Regions from separate parts of the Mus musculus genome. Here regions 1, 2, 3, 5, 6 and 7 are each linked to region 4. Evidence: chromatin contacts called from public HiChIP or PLAC-seq and promoter capture Hi-C data. All regions are on one chromosome and are shown on one strand. Each heading gives the region's core, a stretch centred on a gene start, on an enhancer-like site or on the middle of the called end of the contact. The rest is flanking DNA. Distances are from core to core; before and after follow the strand shown. Region 1 holds the start of Adam8 (a disintegrin and metallopeptidase domain 8). Region 2 holds the start of Tubgcp2 (tubulin, gamma complex associated protein 2). Region 3 holds the start of Slc25a22 (solute carrier family 25 (mitochondrial carrier, glutamate), member 22). Region 4 holds the start of Nlrp6 (NLR family, pyrin domain containing 6). Region 5 holds the start of Mtg1 (mitochondrial ribosome-associated GTPase 1). Region 6 holds the start of Cd163l1 (CD163 molecule-like 1). Region 7 holds the start of Caly (calcyon neuron-specific vesicular protein).

Region 1 (3,679 bases), core at 1,135-3,634, 930 kb before region 4:
CCACCATAAGATGCCTGGGCCAGGATTCTGGCACACAGGAGCCTACACTTCCCACTGGACTCAGAGATCTACCCAAGGACCAGAATCGGCTTACCTGTTCTTTCGAAGGTGCAGGGTGAAAACGTGCCCGCTGGTCCCAAGAGCATAGCTCAGACTCTCTGGGTACTGGCCCTGGATGGGGATTCTCAGCTTAAGGCCAGGGATTTGCATAGCAGAAAGCCCCAAGCAGAGACCCCCTAGACCCTGAGGATTCGTTAGTTTCAGGGAGGGAAGTAGATGGCTGGGAGCAGGCTGACAGGGAAAGCAACTCTCCCAGGTGAAGCAGAAAAAAAAAAAAAAAAAAAAAAAAGAGTTTGATGGCTCCTTGAGCCATTTCCTCAATCTATTCCCAAGGATGATGGTGATGATGACGGTGAAGGTGATGGTGATGGTGAAGGTGAAGGTGATGGTGAGGATGATAAGAGTAAACAGGATAGGAGTGGCAGCCACTAAATCTGGGCAACATGGGAGTAGGCAAGGTACACAGACTCCTCAGCACCACAATTCCTCAGCTGGCTAAGGTGTCCAGCCAGAGATTCAGAGCAGGTGTGTGCTCCATACTCTGTGACCTTTTACTCCTACACCATGTGTACAACCAGCTCGCCTTAGGGACAGCATACACCAGGAAAGAGGAAAGCCCAGGCAGAGATGTTTCCTGAAGATCCAAACAAGGACAGGGCCAGGAATCTTCCTGGAGGTCTAGAGGCTGTTCTCAGTTCCCAGTTCCAGGAAATCCCAAGCTGAGAGGTTCTTGATGCATACACATAGCTTTAGGGTGAGCAGCTGCTGGCTAATCTAACAAACCACTGCCAACTGAAACTGGGGAGTGGCCCAGGGCAGCACAAACTGCTGTACCTTTCCTGGGTGAGAGGCCTCTCCAGGCTGGGCCAATGGTCTCAAAAGGAGCAAGGAAGTGAGTGGGCTCTAGTGCTACCTTGGGGGCCCTAGGACCCTGTTTTCTGGGGGCGGGGCAGCAGAAGGCAGGAGGAAGTGGTAAACACAGGAGGACCATCGCCATGCCCAGAAGCACAGACAGGTTGAAGTTCTGGAGCTGCGCAGGGCAGCCTCCAGAGACTGCCGGTCCTTTTAAAGACACAGGTTGTGTGGCCAGGCTAATGGGTAGACTTACCCAGTGGGAGGGCAGGGCTCTGCGGGAGCGGGATGCAGCTAGGCGCCGAGGCCAAACCACTTCATACTGTTTCACATGGGGCAAAGGAGGTCCAGGGGCTACTGCTTCAGGAGAAAGGGGGGTCAGAGGTCCAGCAGTGTCTAGCCAGAGTTAGCTCTTTTATCTGGGTATTCACCACAAGGCTCAGTGCCAGCAATGGGATCTGACCCCATGGCCCAGATAAGAGCTTTGTGCCTAAACCACCAGCTCCATCACACCAGAGTCAAGCTGTCTGAGCCCAGCACACCTGGGCACAGTGCCCCCAGAAGAACCTCATCCACTCACCCCACCCTTCCCCAGTGCCTGTTTGAACCTACACAGGCAGAACACATGTAGGCCCTATGGTCTGCCTGCCAGACATCTAGAGTTGACCTTAGCTACATGATCGTAGCTAACTGATGAACACACACCCTCCCTCAGGCTTTTCTCTCCCACCGGAAAACTTCCTGCTCAACAACTGATGGGGGACTGGTTTAGAGAGCACCTATCTGTAGGCAGGTCCAGTTTTAGAGACCACCTGCTGATCTCTTGCATAGGCAAGGGGCACAGCCACTTAACCCCAGGGTTGAGAGGTAAGAGAAGAGACCACTCCAGCCAGGGTCCTCCCAGGACAGGAAAACCAAGCCTCCCAGTGGGAGGCAGGATCCCATGCTGCTAGAGAACTGGGACCATCGTGCCTCTAGCTTCTGTCCCCGCCTAGCTAGAGTTATGCATCCCCCAGGATCCCAAAGGTGAACCTTGCTGCCTGGGACTCCTACAGCAGCAAGGGAAGCTGTCCTGTAAGTGCCACGCCTAGTGATGTCACTACTGTTCCTGTAACTAGCTCAATGAAAAAAGAAAAATCCCAGGAAACAATTTCTCTCACATTTCACTTTTGAAAAAAAAAAAAAATCTCAATTCTGACTTTTTCTGTTCCTACCTACTTTCTCCATACCCAGGGACCAGACCAACTCCAGGGAGGCAAGGTGAGCTGATCATGGTACATGGCCACTAGGCACACCACCAAGCAATGAATAGGCTCCTTGAAATCAAGTAGTCATCACTCACCTGGTGTCCATAAGACGCTGAGCAGCCAGAGGCCAAGCATGATGGGATCTGGAGCACACTAACCCTAGAGGTTCCACAAAGTACTCTCTTCATCACTGGCCTGGTACTTCTTTCTGAGTGCCCTTCCCACTGATCGGAACTGGCCAATCACTGGACCGCGGGGCGGAGCAAGGCGGGGCAAGAAGTACACACCTCTATACCAACACCCAGTTGGCAGCAACCAGCCTCCAGGGCAGTCTGGAGTTACAGAGGCCCCTCCGAAGTAACTTCTAGGTAGCTCCTATTGATCTCCCATGATTTTGGACAAAATTCATGGGAGATGGAGATGGTAAACAGACCAATTTGAGCAACTCTGCAGTTCTACAAGCTCCCAGTCCTGGTGGGGAGATTGTGGGATTGCCTCCCATGGCAGAGCTTTGGGAGTGCTAACTGGGTGGAGTCTAGCTGGAGGAAGATGACTTTTGGAGGGGAAGTGACTTATGAGCCTGAAATTTCAGAAGGGGACCCTTTGACTTTCTGGGCACTTGAAAGATGCAGACAGGGGCAAGAAAGGCAGTGTGGGCCCAGGACCAACTTGTGGGAGCTGACATTCCCAAAGCTCCTGCCCGGCTCCACGAGGCTTCTGAGGCCTCACTGGAGAGGCATATGCAGGGAGGAACCTGACTGATCCTTTTTTTTTTTTTTAAGATTTATTTATTTATTATATGTAAGTACACTGTTGCTGTCTTCAGACACTCCAGAAGACAGCATCAGATCTCATTACAGATGGTTGTGAGCCACCATGTGGTTGCTGGGATTTGAACTTGGGACCTTCGGAAGAGCAGTCGGCGTGCTTAACCACTGAGCCATCTCGCCAGCCCCCTGACTGATCCTTTGAGGTCCTACCTAACCTGTTAGGGGGTCCCGAGGCACCAGGCTCCTTTCCTGGATTCTGTCTTTCATGTCCTCAGGGTAGAGCTGACTCAGAGCCAGAGCTCTCAGCACCCCTACCATGGCCTGGCTTCCAGCTTCTCCAGGTGGGTCTGTTACTGTGGGAACCCAGGGCACTTGGGAATGTAGTCACGCCTGTTTATTATTTGTGGCACTGTTCGCTATACATCCTTGTGGGCACAGCTGTGGTCAGACCTCACAGACTTTACAGTTCTACCCCACAAGGGATAAGTAACCCAAGAGGAAAGGGAGACACCCAAACTACCAACAGAGCCTGACAGCTCGACCATAATGGGAAACTACAGGGTTGGGTTGGAGTCTTAGATCGTACCTAAGAATTTAAGCTGGGGCACACATGCTACTGTCACTCTTCTACCCTTGTGGATAAGGTCAGAAATGTAGCAATGGCTTAGGAATCTCAGCAGCAACCCGCTGCCTGAGGCATCAGCACAGTGTTCACTGCGAGGCTGTAATAGGTAGGCAGCAGCCAGAGCT
Region 2 (3,470 bases), core at 19-2,518, 880 kb before region 4:
AAAACAAAAAACAAAACAAAACACCTAACCAAGACATGGCCTGTCAAAAACATTTTATCATTTGCAAAATGTCAAGAATCCAAATACTTTTACAGAGACAAAAGTGAGAGAGATGATATCACGCCTGGTCATAAGCAGCTGTCTAAAGACATAGAAACGCTCATTTCCAGGGCTTAATTACAGAAAGGCTTTCCTTCCTTCATCCCTCCCTCCTTCTCTTCTTCGCCCCCCCGCCCGTGCCTCTCCCTGCTCCCCAGGTCCCTCTCCTTAGGGGGAAGGTTTTACTATAAATAAGAGAGAAAACATCCAGAGACATTTGGAAGAATCCAGAACAGAGAGAAAGAGAAACAGACCGAGCAAGGCCTGGGCTGAGAGAGAGGGAGAATAATCCCAAAAGGCTTTCATTTGTATCTATTAAACAGTAGCGTCCCTTCTTTCTTGACACTTATATTCATACTGGGGGAGGGTGACCTACTTTGGTAGAGGAGCAAAGTTAAAGCCCCTCAAAGTGTCAGCCGCACGTTTCGATCGTCTTTTTGTTTAGGTTAGGGTTTCTTTCCACACCTGTCTCTACTGCAGCAGGCCCTGATCCCTTCACCCCTGAACCCCGAGCACCAGCAGCAGATGCAGAAAACCCGCAGGCCAGCACCGCAGTCACCGCGGGGCTGTCAAGAGAGGAGTCACACTAACCACGAACTTCCCAAGGCCACTGCCTCCAATTGGACTCCTGGAGAGGACTGAAAGAGCCAGAGAGGCAGTCGCACCGTGGAGCGAGACAAGCCCGGGCTGGCGGACGGAACCGCCGGCGGCAGAGGCCCAAGAGAATCAGGCTCTTCCCCGCTGCAGGCCAGCCTGGCTCCGGTACCCGATCCCGCGCCCGGCTCCAGCCCCGCCCTTCTCCGACCAGTTCCCGCCACAACACAGACCCAGCCCTGACTCACCTCCGCGCGTCGCGTCCCGCCCCGCAGGGTCGCCACAGGAAGTTAGTAGACGTCACGTCCGTCACCACCCCTCCGACGGTGGCCGAAGGGCCGCGGCGGCCGTGGTGATGTTGCTTCCCCCTGCACTATATTCCCGCCTGGCCGGGGAGCCGGGGGCAGCCGAACCGCTGCCCGTGGAGAGGAACCCTGCGGCTGGGGAGGCACCCTTCCGATTCGCGCCGCGTGCCGTGCGCTTCCCGCGGGATCACGAATTCTTCGAGGTGCGTGACAACCCGGGCGGAAGATGTCCTGAGCCCCACAGGGAGGGGCCTAGAAGCAAGACTGTCGCTGTGGGCGGGGCTTGTGGGGACCGGACCTGTGGACCGGATCAAGGGGCTGGACACAGCTCTATGGGTTGGGGCGTGGCTCCGAGCTGTAGGGCGTGGCTTCGATGCCGGAGTCCACCCACAGCTCTTGACGCGTGTCTTCTGTAGGATGGGGATGTGCAGCGGCACCTGTACTTGCAGGACATGCTCACGCAAGTGTCCGAGACGCCGGAAAAATCCATGTGAGCACCTTGGCTTCGAGGCCTTACTCGGCTTGCTAGCGCTATCCTGATTCCTCCTCTCTCGTCCGCTTACACCCTGGGACTCCGACCCCTCCCAGTTGACACCCGAGTAGCATCCACTTAGCACCACCCTGCCCTAACAGGAGCATGGCTTGGCTGGACTTCCCTCCCCTAGTCTGTTAGTAAGGTTTGGGGTGGCACAAGAAGCGCTCTTCTTGTTTCAGGCTCAGCTGGAATATGGGTAAGAAGTTCCGCCGGAATTCCTGCCTTGGGATAGTTGGGGGAAGGGGGAAACATTCTTCCAAGAGACACACCTCCTTTCCCAGGGTGCCTGAGTTCACCTGTCAGGTGGCTGGCTGTTGCCAAGTGTTTGCCGCCATAGAAGACTACCAGCACCACTACCACATGATGCATGGAAACACCTGCTCCTTCTGCAACCGTGCCTTCCCCTCTGGGCATTTGCTGGATGTCCACATCCTGGAATGGCACGACTCTCTGTTTCAGATCCTGGCCCAGAGGCAAGACATGGTGGGTGCTGACTGCACTGGGTGCATCTGCAGTGGTGACTGGGATTAGGGCTTAGGGCAGGGTGAGAGTAGAGGTGACACTTTATTCTTTGTAGTACCAGTGCTTGGTTGAAAGCTGCCCAGAGAAGTTCAAGACCAGCCAAGACCGGAAGGATCACATGGTGAGGCTACACCTGTACCCTGCGGATTTCCGATTTGATAAGCCCAAGACGAACAGAGGGTACGTGAGGGACCCAGTTGTGACTGTCCCCAGTCTTAAGCCTGGGAACAGACACTGTAATCAAATCTTAGTGAGGACACTAACAGAGCAGAGGGTGAGGTGCTAGCAAGTGCTTGTGCTGGTGTGGTGTCTTCCATGGCCCTCTGATGCTACCAGCAGGGCACTGGGGACTGTCCCAAGTGTGTGTGCTTTTCCCATGGAATCCCCTGTGTGCTCTTCACACTTCTCCCATGGAACCCCCTAGGGTTTCTCTCTCTCTCTCTCTCTCTCTCTCTCTCTCTCTCTGCTTACTTTTATAAACTTGCCAACAAAGCTGTCTGTTAGCATGACTGTTTAGACTGCCCTAAGGAGAATAATTCCTGGAATAACTTTTAGAATAATGCTTCTTTGCTTCCTTTAAAAAGTGACTCCTTTCCATGAACTCCCATGATCCTTTGGTAGTGCATTGATGAGGTGACAGCTCATTCTGTGAAGTGCATAAGTTTGCGGTTCAATCCCTAGCACCTACCTTAAAAATCCAAGTATGGCGTGCACCATACAATGCTAGCACCATGAAAGTGAAGACAGAGAGTTCTGGAGTTAGGCCAGCCAGCTTAGCCTCATCTGTGAGCTCTGAGTCCCAGTGAGAGACCTCGTCTCATCCAGGTAGATGGCTCCTAGGAAATGGCACCTGAGGTTGTCTTTGGTCCTCAACATATAAACGTACACCACACACATGAGTATATACACCTAAGCACACACACAAAGACAAACAAATAAAATGTGTCTGAATTGGAGTCTGTTTTCAATCATGCAGAGCCCCATTGCACGGTGGAGTGCTTCAGGAGATCTGAGTCTTCAATACTTGTCGATTTCTACAGAGCTGGATTAGCTCATTGGAAGTAGTGGCAAGAATCTATGTTATCTAGTTGATTTTAGTAAATCTCTCCCTCGTGGAAAGACATTTGGGGGCTGGGCTATAACTCAGTAGTAGAGTTTGGTTCCCAATATCCCCCTCAGATGGGTTATAACTGCTTGTCATTTCAATTGGATCCCTCCAAGGGATCCGCCTTTTTCTTCTAGGTATCCACATACGTGGCACCCAGAAGCGCACACACACATACACATAAATACCAAAATTTTAAAAACCTTAAAGAAAAATCCTAGTGGGGGCTGAGTGTAGTGGCGTGTGCCTTTAATCCCAGGACTTGGAAAGCAGAGGTAGGCAAATCTCAGTTTAGAGGCCAGCCTGGTCT
Region 3 (3,908 bases), core at 898-3,397, 520 kb after region 4:
CAACCAACCACTGTGCTGTGAGATCTGAGTGTACCTATCAGGGAACTTCAGGTTAGGGCACAAGAAAGTAGACCTGTCCTCTGGAAAGGACAAGGAAGGGATGCTTGACCCTCAAAGGCCACCACCACCAAGCACAGCAGGCCCTGCTCACCTTTTGGGACCAGAGAGCATGGAGGCGGTACTCCAGGTGCCCTCTGACCTCTGCATACGAGGGGTCTCAATGGAAGAGTGCCTGTCCCTCCTAGCCCTTGTGTGTGGCGCAGGCCTGACCTTTGAACTGTAGTCTGACTTCTTGCTCTCCACGCCATGCTCCAAGTGTAAACTAGATACAGCAGCTCTCCGCTACTCCATCTTTAGGAGAAGCCCCATCCTTCCTTATGCCTCTACCTTCAGTCTGCTGTCCCTGAGATGCTATCTCCTACATATCTGCGACCTGGGGACTTGGGTATTGTGTGTATCCTGGAAGTCAGACAGACAGTCTGAAGTCCATGGGGAAGAGCCAGGTAGGCACTGAGATCCCCAGGGCTTAGTCAGCCCTGTACCCTGAACTAAACAAAACAGGCGGGACACCAGAGAGAACAGTTGCTGAGCTGAGAGCAAAGGGGTTCTGCTGCCTGGAGCACCACACAAAGGGAACCGTCTGGTCTGTTTCCCGCCTCCCCCACCCAAAGAGTTTGGTTTTGATATAGGATTTTTTGAGACAAGATTGCTCTGGTTGAACTCACTGTGTAGAACATGTAGACCTCAAAGTCAGAGATCTGCCTGCCTCTGCCTCTTGAGTGCTGGGATTAAAGGCATGTGCCACCACCACTCCTGGCTTGTGTGTGTTGTGTGTGTGTTCTTTAATTCTCATCAGTTTGAGACACATGTCAGGGCTCCCTCGATGCTGTCTATGTTACCATAGAAACCTGATTGTCCAGTCAGGCCACTGAGGATCCAGAGCTTTCTGCCTTCTTCCCCTGTCAGGCCACAGGCCAACTGAGAAAAGCCCCGTTAGCATACAGAGGCTAACAGCTCCATACAGTTTCTTCCTCAATTTTCATGAATAAAGCTGCCTGTTTCCTACCTAAAAGAAATGCTGGTGACACTGGAGGCTCCCTCCTTTAATCCCAGCCCTCTGAGGCAGAGGCAGGTGGCTGTCTGTGAGTTCAAAGACAACTTGGTCTATAGAGAATTCCAGAACAACTAGCTCCACATAGAGAGACCCTGTCTGGAAGAAAGAAGGGGGGGGGGGGAAGAGAAGGGAGAGAGAGAGACTGGACTGGGGTTGAGCCTCACCACTTGAGTGCCCTTCCCCCAATCCAGTCTCCCTTGCCCCTTCCTCTTAGGGAGGTTAGCTTTGTCTTGCTAGCTAGGAGGACCACAAAGAGGTTTCCCACAGAAAGGTACTCCAGCTGTCCTACAAAGGAAAAGCAGTATGGGGCACATCCTCTGTTCCAGGCCAGATCATGCCCTTTACCCCAAGGTCCGGGCTCAGCTGGCCTCGTTATCTCCAGACAGACAACGCGGACTCTGACCATATACGTGCCCACGCAAGTCCAGTGGGCTCTCACGTGTGCAGCACCCCCCACCCCTGGCAGAAATAACTCCAGCCTCGGCTCTGGAGCGTCCACACTGCTGGGACACGTGTGCGCGGGGAGCGCGCCCGGCAGAGCCGGGACCGAGCACGGCCTTCCACACCCGGAGACAGCCGGTCGATGTACCCATTAGGTTCAGGCTCCGCCAAAGCCGCAGTGTCTGAGCAGATGTCACCTCTCCCAGCCACCAATGCCACCCTTTTTCCTCCCTGCAACCCAGCCAGATTTGAGTGGGCGCCACGGGAAATGACCGGCTAGCACTCACCACACTGCAGCCGCCGGGATCGCTTCCCCGCTGTGCCGCGCGCGGGGCCTGCACCTAGGCGGGGAGGCGCGTCTCTCGGAGGCGCGCCCGCTCCGCCCTAAGTTTTTGCTGCCTTCGGCTCCCCCTCCCGGCCGGCGTGGCCACTACCACAGCCTCAGGCCACCCTTGAGGGAGTGGGCTTTCTGGCGTATCCCTAGGCCCTCCTTGTTCCTATCTCAAAGCCCTGAAAGACTGAGAATAGGTAGGAGGGAAGCATGGGGATGGGACGGTCTGGGGAAGGTTTGGTCCCGGAGCTTTAGGAGAGATGCTCCTTAGACACCGCCCATAAGACTCTGGTGGGCAGGGCTTATGCAGCATTCTGTCACAGATGACTTTGTATCCTTACCTGCTGCAGGGTTACTATGTAGAATAGTTCCTCCCCACCCCTGGGGAATATTACTCATCAGTGCCTAGAGATGGCTCACTGAGCAAAGGTGTTTGCAACCAAGCCGAGTGACCCCGAGTTCATTCACATAGACGGGGGAGAATGATCTCTGCAAAGGTATTCTGTCTCACACACACAATAAATAGCTTTTATTTTATTTGTATGGATGTTTTGCCTGCATACTTGTCTGCACACATGTGTGCCTGGTGTCTGTGGGGGCCAGAGGAAGGGGCTGACCCTTCAGAACTGGAGTTACAGATTGTCATGAGCCATCAGGTAGGTAGAGGAAACAAACTAGGTTCCCTGAAGGAGCAGCTAGTGTTGTTAACTACTGAGCCATCTCTCCCTCCAGGCCTTCTCTGCTCCCATCTTAGCAGAAGGGCCTGGCATGGTAGCAAGTATGGGCAACCTGCTCTCTATCCTTTATGTAAAACAATCTCTGAGATGTACTCACTGTGAGTTGGAGGCTAGCTTGGGCTAGACAGTGAGTGGGTTTTTGTATGCTGGGGCACTGGAGCACACGGGTGAGGTAGAAGGATAGGGCTCTGCCCACTGGTCGAGTCAAGTTTAAAGCTATCTTAATTAAGTCTGTAAGCCTAGGCCTGTGCAGACTCTGGAGTCTGTGAAGCCGAGGTGCCAGGCAGAGTAGAATCCTCAGGGGCCAGCCCTGTGCGTCGAATGCTGTCCTGGTACTTGTGGCGGCCAAGCTCCAAGATGGCACGCACCTCTTCAGCCACATCCCGCCGATCACTCTGTTCCAAGGCCTGTACCAGGTGTCCCACAGCTCCAGGCTGTCCAGTCTGGCGCTCAGCCCAAGAGAAGAGCATGTGTCGGACCTGGCCATCCAGGTCATCCCTGGAGGGGTGGTGATGAAGACGTTTGCCCAGGAACACACACAGAGGCTCAACATACCTCAAAAGTTCCTTGGGCTAGTGACCAGACCCTCCTTTTCCAGGCTGGTATTTGCTCTATCCCCACCTCCTTGAAATCTTTCAGCTAATGTGCAGGGGTGGAGGGTGGGGGAGATGTCAGCCTTGAACCTGAAGCTGGGAGTCAGCAGGATCACTAGAACTCCTGAAGCTCACCTGAATTCATGCCGGATACGCTGTAGCTTATGGTAGGGCATGCCTAGGTGCAGGGCCACAGCTGGCCAGTCAGGACCTAGGCGTGAGGCCACACTCAGCAGGTTGCTCTGAGTCAGGAATCCAGTTTCTGCATCACCCAGGTTCAGAGGCATCAAGGAGAAGTCAGTCCCCTGCCCACTCCCCTGGGCACCCCGGAGTCTCTGTCAGGAGGCAAGGATACAGAAAGCTTGGACCCATTCTCTTATCTTTGGTCACCCTGGGACTGTCTCCTCTTGTCAGCTGAAGCCTCTGCAGCCTCACCGGTAGCTTGATGGGCAAGGTGGCCATCCACAGTGCATCTGTACCCTTCCTCTGCCGGGCAGCCTCTGCCTCTGCAGGTACCTCCACAGGAAGTGAACCCCGATAAAAGGACACCTGAGGAAGGAGCATGCGGGGTTCAGAGCTGACCTCGGATCCAGGCACCTCAGTCCAGGATCCTGACACATGAGCCCACCTGTCCTCGAACATCCTGAGCTTCCCGGTCCAAGGCTGTGGTGATGTATACCTCCTTTACGTTC
Region 4 (3,955 bases), core at 129-2,628:
CAGACAGAGCCCTCTCCCCACACCTTATACTTCACGCCACGTAATATGAATACCATAAGCGTTTCTTCTTCTTCTTCTTTTTAATTTATCTTCTGTCTATGTGTATTTTGCTTGCATGGATGTCTGTGCACCCTGTGCATTCCCGGTGTCTGCAGAGGCAGAAGAAGGTGTCACATCTCCTGGAACTGGACTTACGGGTAGTTTTGCACACCGTGCTGGTGCTAGACATTGAACCTGGGTCTCCTGGAAGAACAGTCAGTGTTTTAACTGCTGAGCCATCTCTCCAACCTTCTGTGAGTGCGTGCTTTACTTCAAGAACAAGAAATAGAGGCATAGAGGTTAAACAAACTGTTCAAGGTCACACAGATGTTGAGTAGTGTACTCGAGACCAGCTTGGCTTTGTATTTCTTCCCTTCTTCCTTTTTATGTAGACGTATGTGTTTTACACACACACACACACACACACACACACACACCTGTATAAGAGTTGGATATCCTGAAGCTGAAGTCATAGGTGGTTGATAGCTACTTCATGTGGGATCAGGAAACCAGAGTCAGTCTCTTTGTGAGAGACAGATAACCCTAAGTGTTATCTATCTCTCCAGCCTCCCTCTATCACTATCACCTTGAAACATTTGATATTTGAGAGCACGGTGGCACGCATTCCACAGATTGGGTGTGGAGGTCAGAGGACAACTTTGTGGAGTTCTTCTCTTTCCACTTTTCTGTGGGTTCCAGAGTTAGAACTCGAGTTGTCAGGCAAGCACCTTTACCCTATAAACCATCTCACTGGCCCTGGCCTCACATTTTCTACCTTCAATAATGATGACAAGGAGACAAAGAAGACTTGTTTTCCAGAATTTATAAAAATAAATAAACACATCCATGCCTCTGTGAACTGTGTCTTCATGGACTTTATTTAGTCTACGACAAACAGTCACTTAAATACAACATTAACTTAGCCATGTGGAGGTGTGCACACGTGCCTTTACACACGTCCGTGCCAGCCACACAGTGAAACTCCATATCCCTGCAGTCACTTGCAGGGCCTAGGGTCAGAAACATCCGATCTCTGCCCTAGAGCTGGGTGTGGGAGGATTAACTGACTGCAGAGCTGAGGACCTGGTTCTTTTTCTCTCTCCACCCTTATCCCTGCCCACAGGCCCCTGCCCTCTTGATTTTCACGCCTTGTGTGCAAAATTTAAAGCACCTTAAGGCCATTTCTGAAGACCTGGTTGTGAGTCAGCTATTTAATCTGAACCACCTCACAGCTGCATAGGATGCCACACCCAGGAGGAGGAGTATTGATAGAATAAAATAGAAGAAAACCAAAGGTCGCAGTCCAGCACATATATGATGTTACAACCCGTGCTTAACTTGGGAGCCTCTTGACTGTCAGCAAGAGTCCAGCTGAGCCAGAATGAACAAGACTGAGAAACACCCTCACACCCAGAATGAGACCAGTTTAGCCCAGAAAGGATCACCTCTGCTCCCAGCTTCTGCATCTGAGAGTTAGATCCTGAGATAAGACTCCATGGATGCCGCTGGAGCCTCCTGCTCCAGGTGAGTGTGGTTTCCAGAGAGAACTTTCAAGTTAACTGGGCTCACCTCTAGAGCAGGTCTTGTACTGGAATTTCAAGCCCATCTTCTATGTCCACCCTGCAAACCAGGGCATTTATGAGTCTGCTCCCCACAAGGAACTCAGACTCAGTCCCTGGTGTAGGTGGTCCAGAAAAGACTCACCAAAGTGTGCTATGTATGAGTTTGGAGTAGAGAATTCAGGAAGCCTACCAGGGCCTGGCCTGTCTCAGTTGAGCAGAGCTGGAGCCCTTTCAGAGGATGTGACAAGGGAGAGCACAGACCCACGTAGGGAAGCTAACTGGCTTTATCTCGTGTGGCCAGAAAGGAAAGACGCAGAAAGACTAACCATGGAGTGATCCACTTCACCACAGTCAGTAATTTGAGGTGAAGCCTTGGAACACCCTGTGGGTCTCTACAATGTATTGCCCTGGGGCTCCATGTGGAGAATGTGCAATGTGTGACCCGGGGTGCTTTGGAGGTTCAGGGACAGGTCCTATTCAGGTCGCATCAGTGATGATAACCCTTCTCATCCCCAGCGTGGATGCAGTGGCAAGGGAGCTGCTTATGGCTACACTGGAGGAGCTGAGCCAGGAGCAGCTGAAGCGCTTCCGCCACAAGCTAAGGGATGCGCCCCTGGATGGCCGCAGCATCCCGTGGGGGCGACTGGAGCGCTCAGACGCTGTGGACCTTGTCGACAAGCTCATTGAGTTCTATGAGCCAGTGCCAGCTGTAGAAATGACCCGGCAGGTCCTGAAGAGGTCGGATATTCGAGATGTGGCCTCGCGACTTAAGCAACAGCAGCTACAGAGTAAGCTGGGCAGAGTAGGATGGGGCTGGATCCGGTGGCTCGCCCTTGATCCTCCCTGCTCTCCTTGGGAAGATCAACTTTGTCCACTCTACCACTTCCTGAGACTCTCCTTCCCGGAAACCAGCCCAAAGTTTCATTCGCGGGGGAGAGGGGGGGGCGGGGGCTGGTAGTTCCATAAGCTCCCATGGAAATGCCTTGCCCCATCTCTCATGCTCAGAGAGCCTCATGTCGGGTTTGCCTTCCAGAGCTCGGCCCCACCTCGGTGCTTCTCTCCGTGTCAGGTATGTTCGGTCGGGCACACAGGTGAAACGTCCTATTGGACTCCTTATAGAGCCCAAGTTTCCTGGACGCTGCTTGGGGATCCTTGGGTGTGAGATGGCTGGAGAAGGAAGCTATAGCATACTAGAGGAAAGGGAGCCCAGATTTAGACAGGCAGGGGGGTGATTCCATAGTGGCGGCAAGCCCATCCCTGTCTTTCGCGATCTTACGCCTTCCAGCGTTCAAGAAGAAGTACCGCGAGCACGTGCTACGACAGCATGCTAAGGTGAAGGAGAGGAATGCTCGCTCTGTGAAGATCAACAAGCGCTTCACCAAGCTGCTCATCGCTCCGGGGACCGGCGCTGTGGAGGACGAGCTGCTGGGGCCGTTGGGGGAGCCGGAGCCCGAACGCGCTCGGCGCTCGGACACGCACACTTTTAATCGGCTCTTCCGGGGAAATGATGAAGAGAGCTCGCAGCCGCTGACCGTGGTGCTGCAGGGCCCGGCAGGCATCGGCAAAACCATGGCCGCCAAGAAAATCCTCTATGACTGGGCAGCAGGTAAGCTATACCACAGCCAGGTGGACTTTGCCTTCTTCATGCCGTGCGGCGAGCTGCTGGAGCGGCCGGGAAAGCGCAGCTTGGCGGACCTGGTGCTGGACCAGTGCCCGGACCGCGCTTGGCCAGTGAAGCGGATACTGGCGCAACCCAATCGCCTACTGTTCATCCTGGACGGTGCAGACGAGCTGCCTACTTTACCATCCTCAGAGGCCACTCCCTGCAAAGACCCTTTGGAGGCTACAAGTGGCTTGAGAGTGCTGAGCGGGCTGCTGAGCCAGGAGCTGTTACCAGGAGCTCGCTTGCTAGTGACTACACGCCATGCCGCTACAGGGAGGCTGCAGGGCAGATTGTGCTCGCCACAGTGCGCAGAAATACGCGGCTTCTCAGACAAAGACAAAAAAAAGTATTTCTTCAAGTTCTTCCGGGACGAGAGGAAGGCAGAGCGCGCTTACCGCTTCGTGAAAGAGAACGAGACGCTGTTTGCACTGTGCTTTGTGCCCTTCGTGTGCTGGATCGTGTGCACAGTGCTGCAGCAGCAGCTAGAGCTGGGCCGGGATCTCTCTCGTACCTCCAAGACCACTACTTCTGTGTACCTGCTCTTCATCACCAGCATGCTGAAGTCTGCAGGCACCAATGGACCCCGGGTTCAGGGAGAGCTGAGAACGCTGTGTCGCCTGGCCAGGGAGGGCATCCTGGATCATCATAAAGCACAATTCTCAGAAGAGGACCTGGAGAAATTGAAGCTTCG
Region 5 (3,572 bases), core at 786-3,285, 780 kb before region 4:
AGGCTGCCCTTGCAACACCATGGAAGAAAGCCAGTACTCTAACAGGTTTTTACTGTAGTCTACAGCTTGAGGACTGAGAAAGCACAGATCTTTCAAGGGCAAAAGTCTTTGTTGTTGACACTCAGGGACACATTTCAGTTTTCAGAGGAGTGACTTTGCGGGACGGGGGACAGGCTTGCCAGGAGGATCTGAGCTGCTAGGGATGGGTTGGGGCTCTTCCATGATGGAGACTGCCTTGACAGACCTAGGACTTTAAACTTACAATCTGGGCACATCCCCTCACTGGACTCCCCCATTTTCCTTTTGAGACAACATCTCACTCTGACCCAGGCTGGCTTTGAAATTTCTATTCTGCCTCAGTCTCACAAGGGCTGGGCTTATAGTATGTGCCTGTCTGGAGGCCTGGGGGTGATAGTAGTACTGGGTATCAAACCCAAGGCTTCCTGCATTCAAGGCAACCATTATAACATTGAGTTACATGTCAACCCCTTTTATTTGAGATAGTGTCTCTCTTAGGGTAGTTTCTAATGCCTGGCTTCCCCTGGCCTCTATCATCCTTAGCTGGTATCACAGGCCTGTTCTACCAGGAGCAGCTGGATTTGCATTTAGTCTTACAACTATGAAGCCCACTTCACTCTCATTGTATTAATGGGAATGTAGTCGGTATTTATAACAGTTACATTAAAATGTCACACTTGAAAATGGAGGCATTACAGGTGTGTGTGTGTGTGTGTGTGTGTGTGTGTGTGTGTAACACTTGAAAGTTCTAAGGCAGGCCCGGGAACTGATAGGGGACAACTCAATTTCCTTACATTGATTTATATGAGTATACGAGGGAGAAAGACGACTTTTTTTAGACTGCCTCATGAAGCTCAGGCTGACCCTGAGTTCCTGACCCTCTTGCCTCAAATCTCTCATATGCTAGGATTACTGGTGTGTGCTGTCACACCTGCCTGAGTTTTGGTAGCGTAGGCTACAAAGTGAGATATTGTCTCAAAAGGAAGAAAAATGTGCCTAGATTTTAAGTTTAAATTTCTAGGCCAATTTCCCACCATGGAGAAGCCACATCTTCATTGCCAGCAGCCCAATTTCTTCTGGCTTCCCTATGAAACCCTAGAATCTTGGGCATGCTAGGCCAGGCCAGCTTGTTATCCTCCATGCTATATATCCTCAAACCTGAAAGATTTGGAATATAGTGAAAAATCTCCAGATTGGGACTGGAGAGATGGCTTGGAGGTTAAGAATGATTGCTGCTATTGCACAGGACTGAAGTTCAATTCTCAGCACCCAGTCAAACAACTCAAAAGCCCCTGTAATTCCAGGTCCAGAGGATCCACTGGCTTCTGGGCGTATCCGCTAACACATGGCATACACAGACACTTCAAATAAAAATATAAAGGGCCCCCAATGGAGGAGCTAGAGAAAGCACCCAAGGAACTAAAGGGAACTGCAACCCTATAGGTGGAACAACAATATGAACTAACTAGTACCCCGGAGCTCTTGTCTCTAGCTGCATATGTATCAAAAGATGGCCCAGTAGGCCATCACTGGAAAGAGAGGCCCATTAGACTTGCAAACTTTATATGCCCCAGTACAGGGGAACGCCAGGGCAAAAAAAGGGGAGTGGGAAGGTGGGTATGGGGAACTTTTGGGATAGCATTGGAAATGTAAATGAGGAAAATACCTATTAAAAATGAGAAAAAATATAAATAAATGAAATTGAGTCTTTTTGTTGTTGTTTTTCTCTGTCTTACCATGTAGCACTGGCTCTGGAATCCACCAGGCTGGTCTCAAGCACACTGAGAGCCACTTACTGGCCTCTGCCTCTGGTGCTGGGGATAAAAAGTGTGCGCAACCACAACATAAGAGCAAATATAATATTTTATATATATATATCGTCTTTCCAAAAGAAAAAAAAGGAGACTATCTTCAAATCCCTGAAAAGAACCTCACATAAGCTCAGGAATCCTGAGAATGGAGCACTACCGGGCCAACCCCGTGCCCCTGCTTATCCCAGAGTGCTCGAGTCAGGCGCATGCGCAGTCGCGCACGGAACCCAGGCGCGCCGGAACCCTGTGAGCAGATCCAGGCCCTGGCGGAGGCGGTCCGACTGCGAACTCTTCCGACACCAGTGACATGAGGCTGTGGCCGCAGGCATGGGGTGCCGTCCGGGGCGCTTGGCGCGAGTGCTTCCCTCTGCAAGGTCACGATGTAGCACGCTGGTTCCCCGGCCACATGGCCAAGGGTGAGGCCAGCATGGGCTGCAGGCGGCACGGGCGCCGGTCCTGGCGGTTCCTTGGTTCGCCTTCCTGGCATCGGGTTGGAGAGCTGTTTTGTGCTTGATACTTTTGAGACGCACTGAGTGGTCCCTTTAAGTCACATGCAAGCTGATGTCTGAGTTTATAGGTCACAACTTGGCCCCAGGCAGCTGTAGACGTAGTGCGGTCCTAGGCTGCTGTTTGCTGTGGTCTTGGCTGCCGCAGCCATGCGAGATTATAGTGTGTGGCAGAAAAGGCGCCGGGAGTGTGAGTGGACAGGTGGCAGTTGCGGTGCGGAGCCTCAGTGTTTCTGTGCAGTGAGGGTATTAAGTCCGCACAGTATCAGGAACTTCCTGATTAAGACCATCTTGTGTGAAATGTACCTTCCAGAACCATCGGGGCACCGTGGAACGTGGCTCAGAATGCTGCCTCCTTTAACCCTGTGTGCACTGATGGTTCTCAGATGTATTCCCCTAGGAGAACTTAAACTTGCCCCCTTTGGCTGTTTCCTTAGTGCCCCTCTATTTTCTAGGACTAAAGAAGATGCAGAGCAGTCTGAAGTCGGTGGATTGTGTTATCGAGGTTCATGACGCCAGGATATCCTTTTACGCTGTAGAGGGGAGCACCTCTGCTCGACTGTAAAGGCAGCAGCAGGATGCTTTCCTGGTTCCTCTCCATCTCCTTCAGACAGTTTAGTCTGCTCTGCCTCTGGTCCATCATTATGTCTACAGCTGCGACAGCTTCTTTTGTAATTACTGGGACATAAAGCAGTGTTTTCCAATTCTCATTACACATTAGAGTTCCCGGGAGGCTTTTACATCAATAGCTAGGGCCCTTTTAGATCAGAATCTCCCTCGTGGGGTCTAGGCTGGTGTTTTTATTTTTAGGCTCCCATCTGATATCTCTCCCCCCCCCCCCCCCCCAGACAGGGTTTCTCTTTATAGCCCTGGCTGTCCTGGAACTCACTCTGTAGACCAGGCTGACCTTGAACTCAGAAATCCGCCTGCCTCTGCCTCCCAAGTGCTGGGATTAAAGGCGTGTGCCACTACGCCCGGCCCATCTGATATCTTATTTGTCTCAGCCTCTTGTTTACTTTGATATTTTTAGGGGTAAATTATGAAACCGGAGATGAAATGATCCTACTAACCTGTCCTTTCCTCTTGTCCTTAATTGAAGAATTGGCAAGTTACAATCATGTCTACTGGCAGGTGCTTCTCAGACTGTTTGTTGCATTTAAGCTGTGTTTGGTTTCTGTTGGCATGTGAGTTTTTCATCCTGCTTACTTAGCCTTAGAAGAGCGTGGGGATGCCAGAC
Region 6 (3,882 bases), core at 1,159-3,658, 700 kb before region 4:
TCTCTTAACTCTTAATATCTTTCTTTCATTAATGTGTATTTACTACAGAAATAATAGATTTCATTATAATAGTTTTGTGCGAATGTATAATATAATCTACTCTGGTGTTATTTCTCCTCCACCACCCTCTCATGTGCCTTTCCCCTCTCAGTGATCCCCTCTTCTTCCAAGTACTTCCTTTCTACTATCGTGACATAGATGTGTATTTGCACGTATATACATATTCAAACATGAGAATGTATATTCAAATATGTGTACACATCTATATGTGTATGCATGTATGTGGTGGCCCAAGGTTAATGTGAGATGTCTTTCTTGATCAAGCTCCACTTTATACATGGAGGTGAACTCCTCAACTGAACCCAGAGCTCCTTGATAGGACTACTCTAGCTAGCCAGCGTGCACAGGGACCCTTTGTCTTTGCCTTCTGAGAGCTGGGATTACAGGTAGTCCTCCAGTTCCACCCAACATTTATGTGGGTTTTGGAGATCTGATCTCTGATCAGTGCTTGTGCAGCAAGCACTTTACCCACTGAATCATATTCTCAGTTCCTTAAACATGTATACTTTAAAATATAGATGCCACACATGAGAGAAGGCATGATACTTGCATTCCAAAATCTGGCTGGTTTTGTTTACTTGTCTCAATTTAAATCCATATTTTTGAAGAAGACATGACTATTTTTATTTGTGGAATAATGCCCCCTGCATTTGTATACATCTCATTTATATATTCCTCCATAGATAGCTGTCTAGACTGGTTCCTTATCTTGGTTATTATGAACAGTACAGCAATAAGCACAGGTGTGCAAGTCTCTCTGTGACACGTGACTCAGGGTCATTCAGTTGCATTCCCAGACATGATAGAAGTCAGTCATGGGGTAGCTCCATTTCTTAGTTTTTGGGGAGCCCCCCATGCTGACTTCCACAGAGGCTGCACTAGTTCTTACTCCCATCAGCAGTACTTATGAGTCCTTACCCCATCGTTGCTTTTTGATGACTGCCATTCGGACTTGGGTGAAATGGGAATCGCAGCATCATTTTAATGTGTGTTTCTCTGAAGGTTAAGGGCATTGAACTTTCTTTCCCCATACATAAAGTGTGACAAGCAGAACGTGCAGCCTTCTCGTCTACTGTGCTTCCTTTCCTGTTAAGAGAGCTTTCTCCTGCAAGGGCAGGGCTGCCGGTCTTTTCATTTGAGATTCTTTACTTCCCTTCATCCAGGAGGGCACTTGTTATCAAGTTCAGGATTTGAGTTGGCTGATGGCTGTTCCACTTTCTATGGGCTTCTGTGTCAGATGAGATTCTCTGTCACTCAGTGGTTCTCAACAGCAGTGGTTCTCTACATGTGAATTGCCACCTCTTTGAAGGTTGAACGGCCTTTTCACAGGGGTCATATATCAAATATCCTGAACATCAGACATTTATGTCATAACTCATAGCAGTATAAAACTTACAGTTATGAATTAGCAATGAAATGGTTTTATGGTTGGGGGTCGACACAATATGAGAGACTGTATTGAAGGGTTGCAGCATTAGGAAGGTTGAGAACCATTGGCAACAACTCTTTATGTGTAGCTGTTTTCAGTGAGGTTTCCCCAGAGTTTTAAACATTAGAACTTGAGGATTCCATTGAGGATTTGTTTATTAAATCTGTAAGCCTGTGTCTTTCACATATTTGGGGAGTTTTCAGCCAGTATCCCCTTCTTGTGTCTGCAGACCCACAGTCTATCCTTTCCCAGTATCCCCTTCATTGCGTCTGCAGACCAAAATGTCCGAGTAGAATTCCTGGGCACCTTTTGTTTAGCTTTTGGAAGAGCTGATTTCATAGGACGAGTGGTCCTGAGAAACCTTTACAGTATTTTCCACAACTTTGCACTATGTCCCATACCCATAAAGACGAGAGTCCGGATTTCACCACATCTTCACGTTGGTCCTATGGTTATATGAGTTTTTCGCTGAGACTTTCTGTTTGTTTCCATTTGTTTCGAAAGAATTGGCAATTGCAGAAGCATTTTCAAGGAGTCTGTTTTCAGGTCCTCACAGATGGTCATAACATTTATCCTTGCCTTGTGAGTTTCCTGGTTTTTCACAGGATGGGTGGTTCTCTGCAGATCTCAGACATTTTGGTTTTGTGTTATGAGACTCCTTGATTCCTTCTTCTGAGTAGGTGAGTCTCTGGTAGGCTTGGCGTGCTGTGCTGCCCTTTCTCTGGACTCTCTATTTCAGTGACTTCATTCTTTCCAGAGCTCTTACACAGTTATCTGGTCTGCCTCATTCTCCTGTTCCAATTGGAACTCTACAAATCTCCAAGGATGCCACCTATGCTGCACGAAATGCTTCTCTTGGGTACACTGTCTGTGCTGGTGATAGGTTCTGGGTGGGGTACATAGATATAGCCCTCACTCCACTCTGTGAAAGACAGGCCACCTGTCTGGTGGCAGGGTCTGGGTGAGGCTCTCCTTCAGTGGTTATCAGTATGGGAGGAAACCACCCCAGCCTCTTGTTCATGTCTGGTGGTGCTCAGGACCAGCAAGGACATTGACTGCTCTGCCACAGACGGAGACGTAGAGCTGCTGATGTGCCGTGGAGAGGCTCTTACTGTATGCATCGGACACAGGCTAATGGTTCTCTTACATCTATAAAATTGGCTCTGGGACGAGATCTCCTTTATCGCTGCAGCTGAGGCTCTGGACTTCGTGCGGCCATGAGGACAACGCTCTGGCCTCTGAGTTTAGGGTCTCTTCTCACTCTCGGGGCAGCTCTCACTGGTAAGTTTTTCTGCTTTGCATATTTATACACATAACATGGAGGAAGCAGTAGACCTTGGGTGTCCAGGTCCAGGGGCATGAGACTCTCTAGCTATAACCAGCTGTCTCACTCAGCTTGAGGAAGCTTGGACTTCCCAGGGCCAGGCTGTGACATACAAAGGTCTTGACACTTGAGGGTCCTCCTGTAATATCAAAAGTGTAGGTCCAGCCCAAGCACAGATGAGTACAGAGCCCAGATGCAGGGCTAAGTCTAAGCCTGGTCATGGGGAGTGCAACAGTGTTTCTGGTCCCTGGGACCTAGATGAACACCAAATGCCATAGATCTATAGGTCCTTCTTTGTCCAATGTCAACTCTGGCTGTGTTGGGGCCATAGGATAGTGGGAGAGCTTGATAATTGAGCAATATTGAGTGTTACAGAGCTTCCACTCACTCTAGGGTAGAGAATATGGAAGGGCTGACTTCTATATGGAAGGGAAGGCATGGGAGGTAGCAGTAAGTTCAGGCTGTGTGTATGTGTGTGTGTGTGTGTGTGTGTGTGTGTGTGTGTGTGTGAGAGAGAGAGAGAGAGACAGAGAGAGAGAGAGAGAGAGAGAGGGAGGGAGGGAGGGAGGGAGAGAGAGAGAGAGAGAGAGAGAGAGAGAGAGAGAGAGAGAGAGAGAGAGAGAGAGAGAGAGAGAGAGAAGGGGGGGAGAAAAGAGCACTTAAAGACATGGCAAGGCTTGTAGCAGGGGAGGAAAGCAGATTGTGGGTCCTTGAAGCCTACTGAGAAAAACCTTTCACTCCGTGGTTGTCCAGGTGCCCAGAAAGGAGGTGACCATGGTGCTGAACTGAAGTCACCCAGTAGTAATGGGGACAGCTGCAGAGAGTGAGACAAGCTGGGACTTGTGAAGACAGTTGTGCATAGGGTTGCAGGTCCTAATGACATGCCTTTATGTAAGAGGCAAGGCCAGAGTACACTACTACTTCCAAGGAGGAGCAGGGCAAGGAGGATGAGGAAGCTTGGGGGTGGGGTGGGGTTAGTGATGGATAACTCAGAGGGAGGCCCAAACTTCCCTCAGGTGGCAGAGAAATGCAAGGGGTCCCATTTTTCTTCTCCCACTGTCATATAAGA
Region 7 (3,893 bases), core at 199-2,698, 840 kb before region 4:
CATCTAGGATTTTGGGGTTCCCGCTGGGAAGATGATAGGGGTCATAAAGGTTTAGAATTGGGAAGACTTCCTAACATCATCCACGGGTCCTCCCCTCTATCCCACTCTGTCATTTGGTCTCCCGAGAGTTTGTTTTTCATTTTCAGCGCTCTCCGGGGGTGGTGGGGCGGGTATCTCTGATCACGGTCTATGCACCAACAAGACGCTGACGGACAAATATTGGAGGATGCGAATTTTTATTTGAAAACCCATAAAAGCTGGGTTAGAGGTCACAGACTCACGTTCACACGGACCCTTTCATGCTGCGTCACACAGAAGTGCACATTGGTGGGGGCTCGTGCTCTCCTCTTACGACGCTGCCGCAGTGCCCACCCTGGTCTGCTTGCACCCAAGCCTTTTAGGTCATAGATGTTTGCCTCCAGTTTGAACGGCTGTTGTTCTGTGGGGCCCAAGCAAAGAGGGACAGAGAGGAGGGGCACAGCTGCTTGTGGCTCCCGACACTCACCAGCCACCTGTGGCCCAGCATCTAGAGCCAAGCCCCGCGGCAGGTGGTTTGAGACAAATGGCTATCATACCTCCTACCATCCTTTAACCTTCACTCAGCGACCCCCATCAGGCCCTAACGCTCAATGTTCTGGGCAACACCCCTTCTGCTAATCCCTTTCTCTCCATCGAGCTGTTTCCTTTTTTAACACCCAGCACCCAGCAGTCAGACCCGAACAGGAGCTGACGGTTTTGCCCCTGGGCCACCTTGGAGATGCACAGCTCCCACTGGCTCTCCCAGACCTGCAGAGGTGGAGCCAGCCCACAAGGAGGGGGTCTGCAGTCACCATGAACTGGGCGAGATGAGGTCCAGCTGTCCCGCCGCCCCTGCTACCCTACTATGCCCAGGATAAGGATTTGCAGCTTCATATGGGGTTTGTGCAGGCTGAGCAGCCATAATTCTTCCTAATGTCCAGGCTGCCACTGGCCTGTAGGGGTTTCTCGACATACCTTGAGGTCTAGGGACCTTTCCATCCACCTCAAGCCAGCAGAGCTGCTGCCCCCAACTGTCCCGAGAGGTCTAATGACCACCCTCCACCGGAGCCAGCGGGGCCAACCTGACTTCTAGTGGAGACCACAGGAAGGAGATGGCTGTGCTCCACCGCTCTGGCAGACATCGGATCAGTCAAATCACTCCCACATAGACTCTCAACCCCTACACCCATATCTTTGCACGTACATCCCACAGACGCACAGTCACACACTCTTGCACCCGCCCCCTTCCTCGCACCTCTCACATCCCTGCACCCTTGCACACCCACGCACACATGCTGGCCCCCTCGTCCCCATTCCAAAAGGAGAAACGTGGAAATGGCTCACAGGCAGTTGCTGCAGGACGCAGTCGCGGGAGGACAGGGATGCAGTGTAGATGCGGAGGATGCAGTTCCAGGCGCTTCACCACCAGGCGGGGCGGGCTAGGGGCTGAAGCCTGAGAGCGAGGCTGTGGTTGCCATGGAGATGCAGGCTGGAGGAGGGACCACTGTGGCTCAGGTGGCCTCACACCCCCTCCCACGGCAGATCTCTGCACTGTCTCTTATCACACTCACACACCTGACACAAGCACTTCACACACCCACGAAATACATTTCACATACTTGATACACACTTCACCCTCCCATACGCACATATTGCTTGCTTTCTTTCTTTCTTTCTTCCTTCCTTCCTTTCTTTCTTTCTTCCTTCCTTCCTTCCTTCCTTCCTTCCTTTCTTTCTTTCTTTCTTTCTTTCTTTTTTTTTGTTGTTGATTTTTGTTTATTTGTTTGTTTTTTGTTTTTCAAGACAGGGTTTCTCTGTGTAGCCCTGGCTGTCCTGGAACTCATTCTGTAGACCAGGCCTCAAACTCAGAAATCCACCGCCTCTGCCTCCCAAGTGCTGGGATTAAAGACGTGCGCCACCACTGCCCGGCTACATATTGCTAAGACACACTTCATACACAATTTACACCCCTGACACACACAGCATGCAAAGGCATACATCACACCAGTTCTCACATCTCATGTCACTTCACTGCAGGGGGGCAACCAGGAGACCAGAGGAGCCCTGGCTGCTCCTCCAGCTGGGATTCCAGGGGTTAAGGGAGAGCCTGTTCCTTCCCCTGAGATCTCACAATAGAAGCTGGGGTCAGGACAGCTGTGGTTGGCCTCTGACCTAGAGGGCGCTCCTCTAGACGCCTTTCCATGTCTGAATTTCTGGGCTGGAAGCTTTCCTAGGACTGGCCTTGTCTTGCTTGGTCACTGGTGCCTGAATAATGGTAATATGCAGAAGGCACTGGACAGATGTTTAGTTGATAGTATGCCTCGCTTCACACAGGGCATCTCTAGTGGCCGTGCTTCTCCTGGTCTTCCGCTCGAGGCAGCAGTACTCTCTGTTCACAGTTCTGTCTTGCTGTTGACTGGAATCCGCCTTAAAAAAGATTTATTTATTTATTTTATGTATATGAGTACACTGTAGCTGTACTGATGGTTGTGAGCCATCATGTGGTTGCTGGGAATTTGAATTCAGGACCTCTGCTCACTCTGGTGGAGCCCACTCAATCCAGCCTAAAGATTTATTTATTATTATACAAAAGTAAACTGTAGCTGTCTTCAGACACACCAGAAGAGGGCATCAGATCTTATTACGGATGGTTGTGAGTCACCATGTATTTGAACTCAGGACCTTCAGAAGAACAGTCAAGTGCTCTTAACCGCTGAGCCATCTCTCCAGCCCTGACTGGAACCCTCTTGCTGTCGTGAATCACGGCTTGTCCGCAGACAGGTATCTGAATTGTTCTCCTTTGTGTCTGTTGCATGACATGTAACAACATTCCTGACCAAGTCTTCGTTAGACACATGCTTCTATTGCTCTTGGGTAGATGCTGGAAAGTGCAACTGTGGTGAGCTGTCAACATGGGTGCTGGGAACTGAACTCTGGACCAATCCAAGAGCATCAAGTGTCCTTAATAATGTTGCCACTTCTCCAGGCCCAACATTTAACTTTTAAAGAAAATGCTAAACTGTTTTACCCAAAGTGGCTGTACTATTTTTGTTCCCATTATTGGTTCTCCATATTCATCAATATTTGCTATTGTCTCATTATCGACATTGGCATCATCCTGCCAGTCTGTAATAACAAACTGCCACAGACTAAAATTAGTCTTACTATTCTGGAGGCCAAAGCTCTGAGATCAAGGTGCTGGTGAAGGTCCTGCTGAAAGCCTGCTCCTCCACTTCTGTAGAGAGTATCTGTCAGTGTCCTAATCTACTCTTAAAGGACATCGATCATACTGGATTAGAGCCTACTTGAAGATCCCATCTTTACTTCTTCCTCCTCCTCTTCTTCTCCTACTTCTTTTTCTCCTCTTCCTTCTCCTCCTCCTTCTCTCTTCTTCTGTTTCTCTTTCCCTTCTCTTTTTCTCTGCTCTTGTGACAGCATTGGCCTTGAATACTCTGTGTAGCCTAGAATGGCAAAGAATCCTTGGTCCTCTTGACTCCACCCCTTGAGTGCTGGGATTACAGGTGTGCACCACGCTACCCACTTATGTGGTCCTCAGGATGGGACTCAAGGCTCTCTGCATGTTTGGCAAGCATTCTACCAATTAGCCAGGGTTCTCTAATGGAACAGAACTAATTGAATTAATGTATATGTATAGATGGGATTTATTAGGTTGGTTTAGAGGATGCAATCTGAGTAGTCAGTCCAACGATGAGTGTCTCACATTGGAGGCTGAGAATCCAGTAATTTTTCAAGCCATGAGGATGGGTGTCTCAGCAGTCCCAAGCTGGTCCTGGAGACCTGGAGGAGAGCTGCTGATACCCCGACTATGTCAGAATTCAGAAGTTGGTTCTGGTGCCAAAGCCACAGGATGGATG

Evidence for each region. Promoter capture Hi-C pulls out the DNA fragments that hold promoters and counts their contacts. HiChIP or PLAC-seq counts read pairs in DNA pulled down with a chosen protein or histone mark.
Region 1: a promoter capture Hi-C map of embryonic stem cells shows a contact between it and region 4. The contact joins the promoter of Adam8 here to the promoter of Nlrp6 in region 4. A contact is called at or near these places in 9 of 39 promoter capture datasets (the 3T3-L1 cell line, the HPC-7 cell line, cranial neural crest and 5 more), 2 of 115 datasets of contacts at active chromatin or transcription factors (embryonic forebrain and pancreatic cancer cells) and 1 of 9 other capture datasets (liver).
Region 2: an H3K4me3 HiChIP or PLAC-seq map of the 230-238 cell line shows a contact between it and region 4, with 8 times the contacts expected there. The contact joins the promoter of Tubgcp2 here to the promoter of Nlrp6 in region 4. A contact is called at or near these places in 16 of 115 datasets of contacts at active chromatin or transcription factors (the 230-238 cell line, bone marrow-derived macrophages, craniofacial prominence and 9 more) and 2 of 9 other capture datasets (embryonic stem cells and liver).
Region 3: a contact with region 4 is called in a promoter capture Hi-C map of pre-B cells, with 4 times the contacts expected there. The contact joins the promoter of Slc25a22 here to the promoter of Nlrp6 in region 4. A contact is called at or near these places in 3 of 39 promoter capture datasets (embryonic stem cells and pre-B cells), 1 of 115 datasets of contacts at active chromatin or transcription factors (pancreatic cancer cells) and 1 of 9 other capture datasets (adipose tissue).
Region 5: an H3K27ac HiChIP or PLAC-seq map of embryonic stem cells shows a contact between it and region 4, with 7 times the contacts expected there. The contact joins the promoter of Mtg1 here to the promoter of Nlrp6 in region 4. A contact is called at or near these places in 7 of 39 promoter capture datasets (cranial neural crest, embryonic stem cells, hematopoietic stem and progenitor cells and 3 more), 1 of 484 Hi-C or Micro-C datasets (group 2 innate lymphoid cells), 8 of 115 datasets of contacts at active chromatin or transcription factors (cardiomyocytes, embryonic forebrain, embryonic midbrain and 3 more) and 1 of 9 other capture datasets (macrophages).
Region 6: a promoter capture Hi-C map of embryonic stem cells shows a contact between it and region 4, with 6 times the contacts expected there. The contact joins the promoter of Cd163l1 here to the promoter of Nlrp6 in region 4. A contact is called at or near these places in 5 of 39 promoter capture datasets (cranial neural crest, embryonic stem cells, liver and 1 more), 1 of 115 datasets of contacts at active chromatin or transcription factors (memory CD8 T cells) and 1 of 9 other capture datasets (pancreatic islet).
Region 7: a contact with region 4 is called in an H3K4me3 HiChIP or PLAC-seq map of forebrain, with 8 times the contacts expected there. The contact joins the promoter of Caly here to the promoter of Nlrp6 in region 4. A contact is called at or near these places in 5 of 39 promoter capture datasets (cranial neural crest, embryonic stem cells, hippocampal neurons and 2 more), 9 of 115 datasets of contacts at active chromatin or transcription factors (craniofacial prominence, embryonic basal ganglia, embryonic hindbrain and 6 more) and 2 of 9 other capture datasets (embryonic stem cells and macrophages).

The regions. Positions count from the first base shown.
Region 1 is chr7:139,990,178-139,993,856 of GRCm38.p6, forward strand. It overlaps Adam8 (a disintegrin and metallopeptidase domain 8), which reads right to left and starts at 2,385. Exons shown (of 24, transcript NM_001291066.2): 1 at 2,255-2,385; 2 at 1,169-1,269; 3 at 95-171. The coding sequence starts at 2,294.
Region 2 is chr7:140,035,406-140,038,875 of GRCm38.p6, forward strand. It overlaps Tubgcp2 (tubulin, gamma complex associated protein 2), which reads right to left and starts at 1,269. Exons shown (of 18, transcript NM_001286007.1): 1 at 942-1,269. Zfp511 (zinc finger protein 511) reads left to right here and starts at 986. Exons shown (of 6, transcript NM_027201.1): 1 at 986-1,201; 2 at 1,415-1,488; 3 at 1,815-2,016; 4 at 2,111-2,235. The coding sequence starts at 1,049.
Region 3 is chr7:141,435,727-141,439,634 of GRCm38.p6, forward strand. Slc25a22 (solute carrier family 25 (mitochondrial carrier, glutamate), member 22) reads right to left here and starts at 2,148. Exons shown (of 10, transcript NM_026646.3): 1 at 1,843-2,148. It overlaps Pidd1 (p53 induced death domain protein 1), which reads right to left. Exons shown (of 16, transcript NM_022654.2): 13 at 3,845-3,908; 14 at 3,652-3,765; 15 at 3,352-3,551; 16 at 2,387-3,121. The coding sequence ends at 2,863.
Region 4 is chr7:140,919,524-140,923,478 of GRCm38.p6, forward strand. It overlaps Nlrp6 (NLR family, pyrin domain containing 6), which reads left to right and starts at 1,379. Exons shown (of 8, transcript NM_133946.2): 1 at 1,379-1,563; 2 at 2,118-2,389; 3 at 2,635-2,670; 4 at 2,887-3,955. The coding sequence starts at 1,535.
Region 5 is chr7:140,135,529-140,139,100 of GRCm38.p6, forward strand. It overlaps Mtg1 (mitochondrial ribosome-associated GTPase 1), which reads left to right and starts at 2,036. Exons shown (of 11, transcript NM_199301.2): 1 at 2,036-2,245; 2 at 2,791-2,855. The coding sequence starts at 2,137.
Region 6 is chr7:140,215,859-140,219,740 of GRCm38.p6, forward strand. It overlaps Cd163l1 (CD163 molecule-like 1), which reads left to right and starts at 2,409. Exons shown (of 14, transcript NM_172909.4): 1 at 2,409-2,770. The coding sequence starts at 2,707.
Region 7 is chr7:140,081,100-140,084,992 of GRCm38.p6, forward strand. It overlaps Caly (calcyon neuron-specific vesicular protein), which reads right to left and starts at 1,449. Exons shown (of 5, transcript NM_001190385.1): 1 at 1,363-1,449.